Linked DNA regions of Danio rerio: region 1 is linked to region 2. The links are chromatin contacts, called in public Hi-C maps. All regions are on one chromosome and are shown on one strand. Each heading gives the region's core, a stretch centred on a gene start, on an enhancer-like site or on the middle of the called end of the contact. The rest is flanking DNA. Distances are from core to core; before and after follow the strand shown. Region 1 holds the start of cxxc5a (CXXC finger protein 5a). Region 2 has its middle 53 kb from the start of cxxc5a.

What was found. Hi-C and Micro-C count contacts between places; a contact is called where the count stands out from the background.
Region 1: a contact with region 2 is called in a Hi-C map of embryo, with 1.8 times the contacts expected there. The contact joins the promoter of cxxc5a here to the enhancer-like site in region 2.

What each region holds. Positions count from the first base shown.
Region 1 is chr21:32,012,342-32,015,734 of GRCz12tu, reverse strand. It overlaps cxxc5a (CXXC finger protein 5a), which reads left to right and starts at 2,070. Exons shown (of 3, transcript XR_012397226.1): 1 at 2,070-2,312.
Region 2 is chr21:31,958,808-31,961,763 of GRCz12tu, reverse strand. No RefSeq gene overlaps it. Among named protein-coding and RNA genes, the nearest start is that of cxxc5a, 53 kb to the left of the region's middle. Within about 2 kb of position 1,598, at least 19 of the 62 cell types and tissues checked have an H3K27ac peak or open chromatin away from gene starts, as enhancers often do.

The sequences.
Region 1 (3,393 bases), core at 821-3,320, 53 kb before region 2:
GCTGCCGGAGAAAAAACCCAGCCTAGTTAAAAACCTAGTTAAAATAACAAACTTTAAATGACAAAAATTTCCTTAAATTAAAATTTCCGGTAAATTTCTGTAATTTATTGTCTGTTATTTTACAGTAAATGTCTGTAATTTAAAATCCATTAATTTACATTCACCCTATCTGCTATTAAACAGTGACATTAAGTGCATAAAAATAGTGTGTTCAGTCTTCACGTCATGGATGCATGGATACTAGATTACAGTCCACTTGTTAAGTGTGACGTCACATGAAGCGGCTTCCGGGTCCAAGTGCTCTATCAAACTGCATGGGGAGACTCAACAAATGGTGATAATAAATGTTTACAAATGATGTAATACTTTCAAAAATCACGATCGCAAGATATCCATGCCTAATATCCGATTGCCAGAAAGTGATTAATATTTAAAAAAAATATTAAAATGTTGATGTCTGTGATGCGGCGACACAGTGGCGCAGTAGGTAGTGCTGTTGCCACACAGCAAAGTCACTGGTTCGAGCCTCAGCTGGGTCAGTTGGCGTTTCTGAGTGGAATTTCCACGTTCTCCCTGCGTTCGCGTGGGTTTCCTCCAGGTTTCCCCCACAGTCCAAAGACATGCGGTACAGGTGAAATGGGTAGGTTAAAATTGTCCATAGTGAATGAGTGTGTGTGTGGATTTTTTCCAGAGATGGGTTGCGGCTGGAAGGGCATCTGCTGCGTAAAAACGTGCTGGATAAGTTGGCGGTTCATTCCGCTGTGGCGACCCCGAATAAATAAAGGGAATAATCCGACAAGAAAATGAATGAATGAATGTCTTTGATGCAGAAAATTCAGACAATGTTGTGTAGGCTACATTATGATACTTTATAAAATTCACTTTAATGTGTGATATGACTAAAAAGTGGTCATAAGCGAATATATTCGCGGCTTGGACCTGAAAACAGTATTTCATTTTTCACGACTTAACAAGTGGATGGTCTATAGGATCACATGTGCGCAGATGCATAGTGTTTATTTACAAAGTGACATCGCCTACTACTGGTGTGGCATGAACAGTGATTTTAGTCGAATTCATTAATCTGTGTGAACAAGCATTTGTTCTGACAACACTTGTCGACATGTCAGAATGTAAAACTGGGGAAAATTTTGTATCACTTTCTTGTCACATGATAATGGCAAATTGCCTGAAGCTCGTGTAACAGCCGATGATGTTGGCTTTTTAAAACTTAAATGAATAATAATTAAAAAAAATCATTAAACCCTTTTTTTTAAAGAAATTATATTCAGTTTATGTTGGGCTACTTAATGATATCATCCAACTTACTATTAGTATAATTACAAAGTGAAATCAACTGTGATGGATTAACTTGTTATTTATTTCTAAAATATTTAATTTTAATACTCACAGATCATTGATTAACCACCACTGATATAGGTAAAAAGCACCCCATAAAATTTTGGTAGCAGCTGGAATGTACTTGGGGATTTATTGACACCAAGCCTAAAATCATAAAAAAATATATTATTATTATATTATTTGCATAACAAAGTTTCTAAAAGCGCAAGACATAATGCACTTTTAATACTTTATTATTTCATATTAATTTATTCCGTCGAGCAATACATAAAAACATCCCAAAATGAAAACAAATAGTAGGATTACAAAGTCATGCAGTCACCACGTGCATCCTTCTGACATTGTTTGATGGTAAATATGAATGTGTTGAAGGGAAGTTCAGTCTTAAAGCGGTATGACGACATATCAACTTTTGCTCCTGGAGAAAAAAAATCACAGGCTGCTCAGCGCACAGAGAAACAGAAGCGACACAGATCTCCTTCCGTCACATTAACCCGCAAATCATTCACAAAGCACGTGCACATCGAGAAACACCCTTTAGTTTAAGGTCCGACATTTAAAACGTCGGCGAAAAGAAGCGCCGCGTAAACGCGAGATGTCTTTGTTTATCTGTGTATTTTCTCCGCCTCAGCGTCGCCGAAAGTCCAGTTCGGTTTTTACGTGAAGCTCCAAAAATCTATGAAATGTGTTTGCATGTTCTTCTGGATGTAGAGGTGGGATTGCGAGAATCGAAAGGTTGGTGAGCCCACACGCTCAGCTTCCCAGAAAGTACGTTTAGCAATAATTCACCATTCTCTTCCTCACGCGCTCGGCTCGGTCGAAGGCTCCATGATTTCTGGAAGTCGAGAATAAGCTTTTTCTCCCTTCTTTTTGCCATCAATCTCAACGACAGGCTTGGAGAAGGGGCGCTCGGACAGTGGAAGCCCTCCCCTCCGCTCGGATCTGCCTTGGTAGGTGCGAATAAAAAAGGGGCCAGTGTTTGCAAATATGCAGATACATGGAAAGGGGGGAATCATACTTTGTTGAAGTCTGCTCAAAGTTGGGATGTCATCTTCCTAACGATTTCGTTGGCTGGGAGAACGGGAGAATGATTGTGCCGTACATTGTCAGGCGTGCTGCTGCAGACCGTTCACTGGCACCGCAGAGACCCAGGTTTCAGATCATTGAGTCTAGACAAAAGGTATTTTTGTGCTGCTTTAATGTCAAATTAAATAAGGATCCGACTCGTAATTAAGCGACCGCGCAATATTGGCTCGTTCTCGCAAATCTGAGCTTTATTTTCCTATGGAAACGCGCTCGCGCTTCCCAGGAAGTAATATCGCTTTGACTCTGTACAACGCGATTTAATCAATTGTCAGAATATACAAATCGTAAATGTATTTAAATGCTTTGGTGGGCTGTGCAAACTTATCACTCTCTTGAATAATTTGCTAGTAAAATTATGATGCCGATGACGTTTATGATAGTTGCTCCTCCAGCATGTAACGACAGGTGGTATTGTAGTTGATGATGCGTTATGTTATAGACGCGGAACTTTTGCTCTTCCAGCAGCTGCACACCTGTGCGTTACTAAAACGCTGTGCTCTTGAATATTGCTGTATATCGTTAAATAGAGGGTGTCTTGAATGTATTTGCAGTTTGATGTTTAGTCGCTCGTGATTTGAGGTGATTTGTGCAACTCGTCGCGGTGGGATTAGGCAAAAATGTGCGCTTCATTGTTCGCTGAGAGGATATTATCAGGCTGATGTCGCCGCGGAGAGCGCGCGGGGATTTACTGCTGCAGTCCGCGGCCGACAGCGCACGGCGCTCATGCACGCACTGTTTGTGTGATTGCCAGTCATTAACTTTCACTATGACGCAAAGAGTTGGAGAAGTTTTCAAGCGCATTTAACTTTGAGCTATGCAAATGCGCACAGGGACGCTCGGCAAAGTCCACATCTGGATAGGAAAACATGAATTATTGTCAGCGTCCGCTGGATCTCGTGCGCGAGAGTGTTCGTGTGTAGCGCTTGCGTGTGAGAGCGTGCATGC
Region 2 (2,956 bases), core at 349-2,848:
GGGTAATCGCTGCGTAAAACATATGCTAGATAAGTTGGCGGTTAATTCTGCGGTGTTCCCCTAATGAATAAATGGACAAGCCAAAAAGAAAATAAATGAATGAATGAATGAATAAGATAATTACACTTTTACCATGTCTAACCACATTAAGCCTCCAAAAATGGCAAATATTTTCCCCATCTTGACAGATAAGGTTATCAAGTAATCTATATGTCATTTTTTCATTTGCGGCCATCTTCCCAATTCCGTAACGCATTCTTGAAATGGTGGTTGACCTGCTGATCGCCATCCCCCCATAATGATTTGTCTTCTAATCATAACACTTATAATACAATAGACAGATTTAGTTATTGACAAAATAATGACACTTTTTGGGTGCATTATCCTCATAATGCTGTTACTAGCACTTGTATTTTAAAAAAGGGATCATTTAATCACTGTATAGAGACTGCTCATATTAGCGTCCTATAAAATTCAGTGATACAGTGCTCAGCGTAATTGAGTACACCCCATTTTGAAAATGAATATTTCAATCCATTTCTCAGTGACTATAGGCAATGCATTTTGGTGCATTTAAACAAAACAGATTTTTTAAACAGATATATTCGTTAAAATAATATTTTAGTCACCAAACATATTTAGAAATTGAAAGATAATACAATTAAATTCAAGCTAAATATTGCAAAATAAATTAGAACAAACAAAAATTTAAAAAAATTTTCTTGCTTTATTTGATTCGTCCTCTTTTTTTAAATTTGTATTTAATATTTTTTCTCTAACATTTATTTGGCTTTATTATCTTTTGGATCGTTATGGTAAGTTATTTTGTATGATAAGCTTCAAATTTGGCATCAGTACTGACTAATCTAATGTATATGCACAAATATAATATTGTATAGCTTCCTATTAAAAACATGAATTTATGATAGAGATTTGCGAGGGGTGTACATTTATATGCTGAGCACTGAACAATTATAAAATGTAATGTATTAAACTTTTTAACGACTAGTATGGAAAGTGAAACAGCCTCTGACTTCTACTGCCGCAGCCAAGTTAATTGCAGCATTTCAGGGGCGCCGAGATGAAAGACTATGGACCGAATCCCCCCTAAATAGGGTCAAGCGATGCCTATGGGACCCACGGAGTAATGAGACTTTGAAAAGTAATGATTAACTCAAATGCAGAAATTGCAATCATCATTACACCCCAGCATACAAGAAACACCTTTGGCCCGCCACAAATATGAACTAATAAACGGAAAATGAACAGACAGGTGAAGGTAAAGAGAATGCGTATGGTGTGAACACAGAAAAGCGTAAGAGAGAGGTAGAGGTACCAGCTGCAGGCCTGGAGAGCTGGATTGAGTCCTCAGTGCCGTAATGAGCCCAGGTCTGTGGTGCAGTCATCAGAAGCAGGATCTGTAATGAGCCACAGTCTCGGGTGGAGGCCCAGTTTGGTGGGGTTTGTGCAAAAGTGTGTTATGTCCGCGTGTGTGTTTGTGTGAAAGAAGTAGAGCTGGAAAGAGAGAGAGAGAGAGAATGTTCCCAGCTCCCCCCTGGTGACAGCGATGGGCCAGTGCCATGGCCGCGGCGCTGGGAGGAAGCTGAGGCTCTGCATTATTAATGTGCGCCGCGGCGTCCTCGCCTCTTCCCAGCCGCACAGCTCACTGCCCGTCCTGCCATCACAGAGGGAGAGAGAAAGAGAAGCACGGAGAGAGAAAGAGAGAGAGGTGTGTGTGGGGGGGTGCAGATAAAGAGCAAGAAAGGGTGGTAGTGTGGATGTGCCTCCTGTTAGTGAATTCAGTGTGTGTGCGTGTGTGTGTGTGTGTGTGTGTGCGTGTGTGTGCGTGTGTGTCAGGCTCTTTTGGTCAGTATATCCGAGTGAGATATATTATTGGGCCAGTATATACAGAAACAAGAAGCATCATGTATATCTATGGCTGCTGAATAGACACATTTCTTGTCTAAAACTGAGCACATCGCTGTTCTAGACTTTCTATGCATACAAATGATACTGACGAGATAAAGCTTATTGAAGTCATCATGAAATGATTCTTTATCTGTATTATAAATCAATGAGACTTTACAATAATGATATATTAGTTAAGTCATTTACTAGTATTAACAAATAATGAACAATACATTCAATACAGTATTTGTTCATGTTGGTTAAAGTTAAATGAGGAAAATACAATTGTTCATTGTTAAAGGGTCACGAAACACCAAAACACATTTTTTGAGCAGTCATATATGTGTCCCACACTGTTATAAACACTGTTAGGACACACATATTTCACAAAAACTGTGAAAATTGGTTGTTTTTGCATTATTTCGAGCAAATTAGTTCTTCCGGTTTAAAACAAATTTTTGAAACTGGTCACGGTGATTAGATACTTGCATGTATTCCAGTGTGTAGACTGGATGTCTGTACCTGGGAGTACTTTGTGACGTCTCTGAGTGTGCAGCATTAATTTATGAAGACTTGGTTCAAACCAATCAGCATGCTCTATTGTGAATGCATCTGAACTTCGTTAATATGCATGATAGCTTCCAAGACTGTTTTTACCTGTTACAGTGTTCAGACGGCAGACAGACGCCAAATTGTATTGCCAAAACAAGTGGAAGAAGAAGAATTGTTTTGAAACACGGGTGATCAGTGTTGCGTTTATAATGTGTTATACAGTGTTGTGTGTTATATGTTATACATTACACAATGTATGTTGTGTTATACATTACATTATTTATACAGTGTTTTGTAATTATATTGTTGCGTTTTGTGCTGCAACCAAGGATTTGTTTTTAATTTTTCCGCTATGAGAGTGCAGCTGGACTCACGTGTGGATTACAGTGCACACAACACGCAGCAGAAATACGTTTGTAAGGAACATTTTTCTCATCTGGAAATTTCACGTCTCCTTTTAATAATGACGCGGTTACAGTTGGTGTTGATTGTCCTG